Regions from separate parts of the Mus musculus genome. Here regions 2 and 3 are each linked to region 1. A link is a contact called in public Hi-C and HiChIP or PLAC-seq data. All regions are on one chromosome and are shown on one strand. Each heading gives the region's core, a stretch centred on a gene start, on an enhancer-like site or on the middle of the called end of the contact. The rest is flanking DNA. Distances are from core to core; before and after follow the strand shown. Region 1 overlaps Atrn (attractin). Region 2 holds the start of Fastkd5 (FAST kinase domains 5). Region 3 holds the start of Slc4a11 (solute carrier family 4, sodium bicarbonate transporter-like, member 11).

Evidence for each region. A called contact is a pair of places that touch in the nucleus more often than the background predicts. HiChIP or PLAC-seq counts read pairs in DNA pulled down with a chosen protein or histone mark.
Region 2: a contact with region 1 is called in a Hi-C map of embryonic stem cells, with 2.0 times the contacts expected there. The contact joins the promoter of Fastkd5 here to the enhancer-like site in region 1. A contact is called at or near these places in 3 of 39 promoter capture datasets (cranial neural crest, embryonic stem cells and frontonasal cranial neural crest), 2 of 15 datasets of contacts at CTCF or cohesin (the NIH/3T3 cell line and embryonic stem cells), 10 of 484 Hi-C or Micro-C datasets (the G1E-ER4 cell line, cranial neural crest, embryonic stem cells and 5 more), 2 of 115 datasets of contacts at active chromatin or transcription factors (the NIH/3T3 cell line and large pre-B cells) and 1 of 9 other capture datasets (embryonic stem cells).
Region 3: an H3K4me3 HiChIP or PLAC-seq map of embryonic stem cells shows a contact between it and region 1, with 17 read pairs. The contact joins the promoter of Slc4a11 here to the enhancer-like site in region 1. A contact is called at or near these places in 4 of 39 promoter capture datasets (the 3T3-L1 cell line, cranial neural crest, frontonasal cranial neural crest and 1 more), 3 of 484 Hi-C or Micro-C datasets (B cells, Th1 cells and bone marrow-derived macrophages), 2 of 115 datasets of contacts at active chromatin or transcription factors (astrocytes and embryonic stem cells) and 1 of 9 other capture datasets (pancreatic islet).

What each region holds. Positions count from the first base shown.
Region 1 is chr2:130,957,442-130,961,167 of GRCm38.p6, forward strand. Atrn (attractin) reads left to right here. Exons shown (of 29, transcript NM_009730.3): 8 at 464-707; 9 at 2,944-3,127. Among named protein-coding and RNA genes, the nearest start is that of Atrn, 53 kb to the left of the region's middle. Within about 2 kb of position 1,625, at least 4 of the 459 cell types and tissues checked have an H3K27ac peak or open chromatin away from gene starts, as enhancers often do. A contact at or near this core is called in embryonic stem cells, where this site is marked.
Region 2 is chr2:130,628,215-130,631,940 of GRCm38.p6, forward strand. It overlaps Fastkd5 (FAST kinase domains 5), which reads right to left and starts at 1,788. Exons shown (of 3, transcript NM_198176.3): 1 at 1,702-1,788; 2 at 275-421. Ubox5 (U box domain containing 5) reads right to left here and starts at 1,824. Exons shown (of 7, transcript NM_001255993.1): 1 at 1,702-1,824; 2 at 275-421.
Region 3 is chr2:130,695,413-130,699,138 of GRCm38.p6, forward strand. It overlaps Slc4a11 (solute carrier family 4, sodium bicarbonate transporter-like, member 11), which reads right to left and starts at 2,107. Exons shown (of 21, transcript NM_001081162.1): 1 at 1,947-2,107; 2 at 1,236-1,343; 3 at 629-691. The coding sequence starts at 674.

The DNA.
Region 1 (3,726 bases), core at 375-2,874:
AGAATGAGGCAACTGTATTTTCCACACCATTTTCGTTCTGTAACACGTTTCATGTAGAGAAGGTGATTTAGAGAGGGGAAGAATGTGATTGTATTGGTTGGTTCTTTCTCTATGCTATTCCTAGCAAGTCACCGAAGAGCTCATGTTACTCACACTTCTTAAGCTGGGATCACAATGAGATTGTGAACCACTCATTGTTGTTTTCCAATATAATTTTTAAAAAGATGTATTTATTTTTATTTTATGTGTGTGGGTGTTTTGCCTGCATGTATGCCTGTGTATACTGTTCCTCCAGAGGTCAGAAGAGGATGGCATCAGAACTGGTGGCTGTTAGCTGCCATGTGGGTACTAGGAACTAAACCCGGGTCCTCTGCAAGAGCAGCAAGTGTTCATAAACTCTCTCTCCAGCCCTAGAGTTGATTTCTTAATGGTTTTAAAAATCCTGTTTACATCTTTCTTATAGGATAAAATCTACATGTATGGAGGAAAAATTGATTCAACAGGGAACGTGACCAATGAGCTGAGAGTATTTCATATTCATAATGAATCATGGGTATTGTTAACTCCGAAAGCTAAGGATCAGTATGCAGTGGTTGGACACTCAGCACACATTGTTACACTGGCATCTGGCCGTGTGGTCATGTTGGTCATCTTCGGTCATTGCCCACTCTATGGATATATAAGCGTTGTGCAGGAATATGACTTGGGTATGTATTTTTTCCAGTGGAGGCATCTTGAATATCATACTGAGAACCCCTGCCCTTATTATTAGGACACCGTAACAAAATTCAGCATGATCTTGATCCAGTACCTTGTCTTGAAATAGTATCAGTAGATAACTGGTGAGATTGAGGTTGTTGAAGTCCCTGTGCAACAGCTGTTTCTTACTTGTCAAGGTCTAGTCTTGGCTTGGGAGGGGTTCTGAGGAAAGGGGTGTCAAAAAACCCAAAAAGTCCAATTGTAGGTCCAAGCTGGCAGCTGTATATTGCATTAAGGAAAGCTGAGGGAAATTTGGGATATTTATTTCATCTATTAGTCTACATCAAGCAAGTCAAGCGCTCACAGTCAACGTTTGCACCCTCAAATTAGTAACAAAAGAGGGGGAACTGAGGAGTCCAGCATGGTCCTGGTTGGGACAGAATGACATGGTTCCAGCCCTGAGACAGGGGCAGCAGGTCCGGGCCTCCATGGATGTCACACTATGGACATAAACCTGTTTGTATAATAATGTACATATTTCATGCTCCTCTTCTGAGTAATGTCCTTCTGTTAATGTGAATGACTTCATGATAATCAGAGCCAGTGTGAGTCTGGGAAGTAAATGGTGGGACCTTCAGGACAGCTCTTAAGGCTGTGGAAAAGAACATGAGTTCAAAACCATATACTTCCTCAACTATACAAAAATAGAAGGATGCAATATGAATTGTATGAGGGGCTTCACAGATCTAAAGGAACAAAAGCAGCTTCGCTGTGAGCCAACTTGTCAGAAAGATATTGAGTAAGCAGTTAAAGAGATTTAGGGAGTGCTGATTGCTAGAGGAGGCCACCCAGCTAAGTTTGTGCTTACAAAGGCAGACAAAGTCCTGAGTTCAGGGTGGGCCTGGAACAGAGCAAGGTTAGTTAGACCTTGGTGTGGTAGAAATGGTAATTTCCAGACAGGATACCCAACTAGTTTTTGTGCTTAACAGAGGCAGGTAGATCTCTGAATTCTTTTGTAATGTTAAAAGGAAATGTGTGCTTGTTGTCTCCCAAGGGGCCTGAGTCCCAGGATGCTGATTTATAGGAAACCTGGAGTAACTGGGTTTATGACCTGCAGGAGACGAGCTATCCAGAATGTTTTTTGCAATAGCAAGAGAGAACTGCCTGGAGAACTGCCTTCAGCAAAGAATAGCAAGAGAAAGCTGTCTAGAGAGAGAGCTGTCTGTAGAGAAAGCCGGTCAGAGAGAAAGTAGACTGGAAAACTGTCTCCAGCTTGGACCCACAATTTGACTTTTTGTTTTTGTTGACAAGTTGCCCTCCCCCAGAAACACCTTCCTCAGGACCCCTCCCAAGCCAAGGCAGGGCCTTGGCCCTTCTTGTCAGCTTGCAAGGAGCCAAAGATAGCATTAAATGCTTTGGATATCAAAATAAGCAAAATGCAAAACAGTAAACACTCTAAAATAATTCTGGCTAGTCCTTTAAATATTAGGCCAGTGCACTGTTATTTTACCTTAATGTATAATCTTGTGTTACATTTTATTGTTTTTATTGTATAATAGGAATGTCAGAATTATAATTTTGTAACATTTGTTTGACATTCCTGTGAAAATGCATCTAAAGATCATTAAAGTGCATCTGAAGATCATAAGGACTCACTGAGGAGCACAGGGAATTAAGTGTCTGCTTAAGAGAACTTTGAATCTTTAATCTTTAGAATTTGTTTTAAAAATTTGAATCTTGCCAGTGTGGTGGCGCATCCCTTTGGTCCCAGCACTCAAGGGGCAGAGGCAGGTGTATCTCCATTAGTGTGAGGCCAGCCTGGTCTACAGAGCAAGTTCCAGGCCAGGCAGGGTACACAGAGAAACCCTAGCTTAACAAAACAAAACAAAATATGAATCTTTAAAAACTTGTTCTGTGAAAATTTCATACATGTATACAATATAGCTTGTTCATATCCACCGCCATTCCTTCCAGCTCCTCTAGGCTTTCCCAGTGCATCTCCTTCCTAGCCTTATGGCCTCCCTTTCAGGGTGAAGGTTAGCACACTGAGTCCAGTTAGTGCTGATCCGATGCAGTCTTGTCTAGATGGTCTTCTTTATAATAAGGTGAAAGTATATCCTAAACTTCCGTCTTTTGCTCTAAGGTGTTTAGACTTTAAACTAATGTTTAAATCGTTTAAATAATTTATTATTTCATAAGAAGAGGAGCCTGCAACATTGACTTTAACTATTGTCTCTTATCCAGAAAAGAACACATGGAGTATATTACATACTCAGGGTGCTCTTGTGCAAGGGGGTTATGGCCACAGTAGTGTTTATGATGACAGGACCAAGGCTCTGTACGTTCATGGTGGCTACAAGGCTTTCAGCGCCAACAAATACCGGCTTGCAGATGACCTCTACAGATACGATGTGGATACTCAGATGTGGTGGGTGTTTTCCTAGAGCTTTCCCTTGGTAGTCTAGAATCTGCAGAGGCAATTGATTAAAAATACTGTGCTATGGTTTGACTTTTGTTCAGCATTGTATGTAACAAAGTTAGGAGATCAATACAGTAATAGAGTTAAGGTACTAATGGTGCTGTTGCTGTCTGTTAGTGCTTAGTGCTTTAGACCTGATTCACTGAACTCTAGCAAGGTTTCCTCTCTTCAGAATTCTCAGCAATAAAAGCTGTGCTGATTTTATCCATACTTAAAAAGCATATCCTTCCTTTTCTCTTTTTGGTGTTGGGGATCAAACCTTGTACATGAATAGGCTATACCATCTTTATCCATTTACATCACCAAACAGGATGCTCTCGTGCCTATTTGATAGGGTTTTCACTCACTTCGAACTGAAACTTGGGTTGTAAGAGTATGGTACTTTTAGCAAATGGAAATAAATTTGAGTTATGATGCAATTATAAAGCACTGGTCTCTCTGTATTTCCCTCCTCCTTCTACTCCCTCCCTCTTCCTTTCTGACCCCCTCTCTCAACATACATTAGAGACCATGCTTTGACTGTCAATTTATGCTGTGCTGAAGATCAG
Region 2 (3,726 bases), core at 538-3,037, 330 kb before region 1:
GCACTGGGGAGGGGAGGGGGGGAGGGGAGTGCACTACCATGGCTGGCCAGAATTCTTTTATATGAAAGGAGTCTTATGAAGCCTGGTGGTGGGAGTGGTGACAGAGCTAGTTTTTAATCCCAGCACTTGGGAGGCAGAGGTAGGTAGATGTCTGTGAGTTCAAGGCCAGTCTTATCTACAGGACAAATTCCAGGACAGCTAGCGCTATACAGAGAAACCCTGACTTGAAAAAAAAAAAAAAACAAAAAACAAAGAAAAAGAAAAGATGACTTACTGGCTGGAGAGATTGCTCAGTGTTTAAGAGTACTGGCTGCTCTTCCAGAGGATTGGGGTTTGATTTCCAGCGCTCACACTGTGGCTCACAATCAACCTTAATTCAAGTCCCAGGAGATCCAACGCCCTCTTCTGGCCTCCTCCAGCACTGCATACAAATGGTGCAGACATGCATAAATGGAAGTCACCCATACACATATAATAAAAAAATATAAATTGACCTATTTACATGATAAATGCCAAGACTCCGTTGGGGACCAAATAGATAAATAAATAAATAAATAAATAAATAGATAGATAGATAGATAGATAAATGAGAAAGACACACAGGCACATCAGTCCGGCACAACTCTCAGCTGTATGAAATAGTAGTCTTCAGATTTTATTTTGGTCTACCAAGCAGGACTAAATTCCCTAGGGCTAGCCTTCGGCAACTGAGGACAGTAAGCCTTAGAACCTAGTTCTAGAAAGGCAATGTTCTAAGCCGGGCACTGTTCTACGCCTTTAATCCCAGCACTCGGGAGGCAGAGGCAGGCGGATTTTCTGAGTTCGAGGCCAGCCTGGTCTACAAAGTGAGTTCCAGGACAGCCAGGGATATACAGAGAAGCCCTGTTTCGAAAAAACAAAAAACAAACAAACAAACAAAAAACAAAGGCACTGTTCTGGGTCCTCAGTGTGGGCAAAGTGCAGAAAACATGAGCACAAAATACCAGTTCCCTCTGACGTTGGAGTATCTATATATGAGCGTCACAGGATGAAGCAATGCCCAGATGCCTACACCAAGTGAGCAATGTAGCCTCTGAGAAGAGGCGTGAATCTATCGACTATAAAGGCTCCTGTCCAGAGTTCCCGAGTTAGAGCAAAAAGATCTTAACAGAAAAGGAGCAATTACTTCCTATCCCCGGGGGGAGAAAGAGAAGGGAGAACCACTCCTGGCCCGAGTTGGGTTTGTACAACCAGAAACTGCTTAAAATGAAGAAAGGATATTTGTCCTATTGCCTCACCCCGTCCTAAGCCCTACATCAAACGCTGCTCAAAGTGCTGGCGAAAAGCTGATCAGAAACGCCGACTCGCAGGCGCCGACCGAGACCCTAGGCTAAGTCACTTTGCTAGGGCTTCACGTGCACACTGGAACGGAGAGACCAGGGAGACTGCTATCACAACAGCCCCGTGAGAGACGCAGACTCGATCTCCACCTCGCAGGGGGCTAAAAGCGCCGTCCGGACCCACTCTCACAGCAGTCCGCCGTGATAAGGTGACCCTAGAGGGTGATGCTGAGAGGTGCTCCGGGGCGGCACGAGGACAGCCCGCGGGGAAGCGCAGCAGGCCCGGGAGAACCGGGATGGCGGAGCGCGCGGCCCGGACCCGGCGAGGCCAGAGTGCAGGCAGCAAGTCGAGCCACCTCGTCCTCCCCGGCCGCCCACTCACCTGAAGCCCGCGAAGGCAGCTCCCTAACTCCAGTCCCGGGCCGCCCCGGGTAAGTCAATGCACAGACTCCTGCATCAACCGCTCCACAACCCACTTCCGGCCAGCGGCCCTCACCTTCCGCTTACGTTGGTACCGGAGCCGCTGAGGTTCAAAAAACCGTAGTCGAAGTTTTCCATGACCATTTTCTAGTTTCTGACCTTAGAACATGGAGAGGGAAAAATATTATCCTGGATGGGTCGCTTTGAAAGTAATTGAGCAGAAGTAATTGGCACAGGTTCTGGGTTTTATGACTTTGAAGAAGTCACACAAACTTTTCAAGCCTAGTTTGTCATCTATACAAAGAGAATCATGATGCATTTCTAATAGTGAAAATGCTTTCAGAAGAGGAACTAGCAATGGATAGATGAAAATGTATGCAAGGATCCCGGCATAGGGATGCACGTCTTTAATCCCAGAACTAAAGAGGCAGAGGCAGGTGAATCTTTATGAATTCGAAGCCAGCCTGATCAAAATAGTTCCAGGACAACCATAGCTATATAAAGAGACCGGGAAGGGAAGGGAAGGGGGAAGGGGGAAGGGGGAAGGGGGAAGGGGGAAGGGGAAAAAAAGGGAAAAGGGGGGAAAAGGGGGGGAAGGGGGGAAAGGGGGGAAAGGGGGGAAAGGGGGGAAAAAGGGAAAAAAAGGGAAAAAAGGGAAAAAAGGGAAAAAAAGGGAAAAAGGGAAAAAAGGGAAAAAGGGAAAAAAAGGGAAAAGGGAAAAGGGAAGGGAAGGGAAGGGAAGGGAAGGGAAGGGAAGGGAAGGGAAGGGAAGGGAAGGGAAGGGAAGGGAAGGGAAGGGAAGGGAAGGGAAGGGAAAAGTGGAGCTGGAACTGAAGGTGGGTAGGTCAGGATGGTCTACCTCCCTTAGGAGGGCCTCACACGTGGCTGGTTTGGCTATCAAGGTAAGAAAGATTCTCCCAAGTCCTATGTAACAGAAGTGCCTGTCCCAGGCCTGTCGGTGTCTATTCAGTCTTCAGCCTTGTCAGTGCCATCTATTTGAGACGCTGTGAAGGAAAACTGAGAGAGATACCATACTTTCTCCAAGGCACTGGTGGGGAAACAGGCTATATAAGAGGTTGTGACAAAGAGATTTGAGACCAGCATCCCAGCTTCTGGGTTCTATGTAAGGCAGCCTGCCTGGCTGTGAACATTTGAACATCTGTGCCTTCCAGACCATTGGTAACATGGCCCTCACTGACTGGGGACTTCTTACCTGATTACAACCTGCTCATGAACCCAGAGTGAAAAATCCCACCCCCAGGGGACAAACTTTGATTGCTCCTGGGCAGCCATGACAATCTAGTTTCTCTTTGCAAAATGCTGTTTCCTAGTCTCCTATGAAGTGGGAGGAGCTTATAGCCCACCTCTAGTCAACAGTACTGGAAAGGAAGAGTTATTGCATGCTTCTAGGACTTTCTTGGCTTGCGCATATGGAGGCCAGAGGTCACCATCAGGCAACTTCCTCAATTACTGTCTACCTTACTTTTTGAGACAGTGTCCATCACTGTAACTGGAGCTCACAGATTCTGATTGGATGATTAGTAACAGACCTAGTGGCTCCTGTGCTGGGGTTACAGACAGAACAGGCTTCAGGGCCTGCTCTTATATTGTTGTTGCTGATACAAATTCAGGTTTACATACCTGTATGGCAGGCACTTTATTGTTTGAGCCATTTCCCCAACACCCAGGAAAACTTTTTTCTTTTTAAGGTATCTGTATAATTTTTATAGGTTTGTTTGTTTGTTTGTTTGTTTGAGACAGTGTCTGACTGAGTAGCTGTTCTAGAACTCACTCTGTAGACCAGGTTGGCCTCAAAGATCTGCCTGTCTCTGCCTCCTGAGAACTGGGATTAAAGGTGTGTGCTACCACACCCAGCCTCAGGAAAACCTCCAATATCACGATGAACTGGTGCAAATCAATCTTCTCAAAGAGCTGGGATGCTCTGTGGCAAAGAGGAGACAGGTTGAGTGGATAAGGATGAAAAAAT
Region 3 (3,726 bases), core at 857-3,356, 260 kb before region 1:
TCGATGTGTAGAATATGTGCCTAACCTGCATGAAACCCAGAGTTCACGCCCCAGTACCCTGTAAACCTGGTTTGGTGGTACAAGCTTGTAATCTTAATATTTGGATATAATTGGAAATTCAAGTTCTTATTTGGCTACATGGGGAGTTTTAGGCCAGCCCAGGCTACATGAGGATTTCTTTTTTCTTTTTCTCAAACAAAATCAAATGAGACAAAACAAAGAAACAAAGGGTAGACAGATAAGCAGCATAGAGCCAAATGCAGAGAAGGAGCTAGCCAGTTGAAGCAGGGACAATTGCAGCCTCTCTCTCCAGGACCACATGAGGCCCAACAGGACAAGGCATAGTATAGCATGTGGCCTAAGCTGGCCAGATATGAAGGGCCCGGGAATACTGAGCCACAGGAGAAAACTGTAAGCGGCACTGGTAGCCTAATCTGCCCTCCCAAGACCTCCGCACCCCTGGTTGCTTGCCTTTGGCCAGTCTCATCAGCTGCCTACTCAGCAAGCCACACGGCCTTCGGACAGGTGGGAGCTAACCACCCCAGCAATGGGCTATGGACAAGTGGCTCTGCCTGGGGTTCATTGATGGGTACACAGGCTGAGTTCCCCAGATTTTCTAGATACACACCTGAGAAGTATTCACCGGAGTCCTGACAGTGTTCATTCTGTGACATGGCCCAAGGACAGTTTTCTACAAAAGAAGCCAAAGAATAGTCACCAATCCTGTGGACCAGCCCTGGACAGCCTTAGTTCACCCCATGCCTGATGATTCCTCATCCTTCCTAGGAACACATGCAAGCCCACTTGCATGAGAGAGGTGGGGGTCAAAGTACTATGTAGGGGAGCCTGCAGTGTCTGGGATGACCATCCTTACTGTAAGGTATTAAATCCCTTAGTCTGCCTAGTATGGACTTCCTATGCGTGCCAGGGAAGTGAAGAGTACTTCCTCAGGTCATGTCATCACTAAATTATCATCAGTACTCGGCTCATTAATCCAAGCGTCTCTGACTGAGCCCCATCCAGTTCTGGAGGAAGACAACTGGAAATCGCCTCCTCCCTGGATCCAGCCCAGCCTCGCCCAGCACTTTGAGGTGGGGGTGAGCCTCTCCTCAGATCTGCCCTGGTTGCCAAGGGCCACACATGCCCATCTCAGACGCAGTTCTTCCCATCTCTTCAATGGCCTAGGGGTCACCCAGGGGACCGACCCAGCAACTGCCTCTATCCCAGGGTTGTACCGTGTCCTGCGATGCCGGAAAGAAGGGGTAGAGTGGGTGTGCAGTACACAGAGATTGGAGGTACTATCCGAGATGTTTGTGCAAAGAAGGACGCACGGGAGGATGGGCCTGTACGAGAAAAAGATGTAGTCCATGTTTGCAGCCACTGAGAGTGAGTAGATGGGCAGGATTTGGAGGCACTTGGGGCGGTAGCTAAGGGGAACAGACCACACCCACGTGCAGGTGAGTGGCCGGATACACCCAGCTCTGATGAATCGTAACTCTAGGCGGCGGAACGCAATCCGGTGCTGAGGACACCAAAGCGCCACCCTGCCCATTTCGGAGCTCCCAACCCTCCCCTCCGCCGGCTACGTTACATCTTTCCTTCAGTTGCTGAGGGTGTGTGTGTCAAGACCGCGAACGCAGAACAAACACGGACAGGATGCCCACGGTGTCCCAGGCCGCCCCTTGCCCCGCGCGCGCGCACTGACATTCGGAACTCTTTTGGTCGAACCCCTCCGGAGGCGCAAAGCCGGCACAGCCTCTCGCCCACCCAGGCCTGAGAGGCCGGCGCTGGCATACACGCCTGGCGTGGCCATGGCCCGGGCTTCTCAATCAGGACTCCGTGGTTCTGGGCCGGCTCGCAGCTGGAGCCGGCGACACTCCTGCGAGCCGCGCCGCGCTCCTAACCGTGCGGCGTGAGGCTGCTTCCAGCCAAAGTCGCGCCCTCACCCGCGAGGTCTGTTCTGGATCCTCGGCGGCTCGCGTGCGCAGGCCTGAGAGTCGTGGGGTGCCGGCCTGGGAGGGACTACGAAGTTTCAGAGCAGTGCAGGGACACTCACTGGAGCCCGGAGGGAAGGGGCGCGCCTGTTTTAAAAGCTTGGAGGAACTCCGCCCCCACCTTAGCTGTACGCCACTGACTGCCACACCCTCGGGCTGCCGAATCGCCCCCAACCCTCCCTTGCCGCGCCCCTTTGCCCTCGCCACGCCCCCGACCGCCAGGGCGGTCCCCAACCCCCGCCTACGCCGCTTTCTGCACTTGCCCGTGGGCTAGCGCCCTAAGCCGCCCACGCTCCCGCGTGTTCACCCGCTGGCGCCCGCTCTCGGTTCCGCATCCCTCTCCCAGGTTAGGAAGTGGCCGGGTCTCTGGAGAGCGGCTTGCGGTGAGTTCTGATAAGTGCGTTGAGCACCTCTTTCCTTAACCCCAACCCAACCTTCGGTGGCTTCCCAGTGATTCTACAGACCTTGAGCTTCCTATTGTCCCTGGGGCACACACTTAAGTAAAGTACTATTCTCCAGCCACTCCTTCCCACTCCGTGATAGCTTCCACACAGTTCCTTTCACTGTTGCTCAAGCGTGTTAGGGGGTGGGTGAGTTGGAAAGGCATTTGGAGTGTTGCGGGAATTTGCATATAAATAGGCATGGTGAGCCAAGTTGGCATTCGGATTGAAGGTACGGAGGGTCCTGAAGTCTCCCCTACACACACACACACACACACACACACACACACACACACAGACGCGCGCGCTCGTTATTCCAGGATCCCTCCCATCTCTAAGAACCGTGATGACTCAGGGATAGCCGCACGCTGCCTTTGTTGGGGTAAGCAGGCCCTGGGAGGAGGCTACATGCCATGTTGTTCACTTAGCTCTTAGGAACTCCTCTCAGTATCTTCTCCTTAGAATCCTAGCCCTAAACCCGGCAGTTGTGGCGCACGCCTTTAATCCCAACACTTGGGAGGCAGAGGCAGATGGATTTTTTGAGTTTGAGGCCAGCCTGGTCTACAAAGTGAGTTCCAGGACAGCCAGGGCTACACAGAGAAACCCTGTCTCGAACACTCCCCTTCCCCCCAAAAAAAAGACTCCTAGCTCTATCCAGGCTGGTGGTGTTGCAGGGTGGGGGTTCAGGAAAGCTGAAGAGCCTGGCAGAATGGCTGACTCAGGGTCGGGATCCCTCTTCCACCCCAGTCTCTCATGTTATGTCTTTTGCATAGCTTCCTAGCAGCACCCCAATACTTGGTTGGTCCAAACCCTTCCAGTTCCAGAAAATCTCTGGAGACTTAAGGAACAATTTCCCCAACCTCTCCTTATTAGGAGGAGAAAGGAGCCAGGAGTACCCACTCCCACCCCCACCCCAGTCTGTAGACTCCTGCACCACTGTCTCAGAGGACCGAAGTGTGACCTTTCCCCCTTCAGCCCTTTTGGCAGTGTTTAAGGAATGGTTTCCTTCGTTTTCCCACCCGCCCTGTGCTGTGCAGGCCAGAGGCTGAAAGGGCAAACCGACACTGAAGCCCTTCTCCTGCCTTTGCTACATTGGGTGATGACATGAGCAGGCAGGCTAGGGACCCCACCTATGCACATACCTCCCCTCCCCTTCCAGGTAGTGTCTAATGACTTTCCATGTACCTTTAAGCTCTGCCTACCCCTTGCCATGTCTTTCTTTTAGAATCTGGGGTGAGAAGCAACCGTTTAGTATCTCATTAAAAAAATGAAATAAAACAAGGCAGATGTGG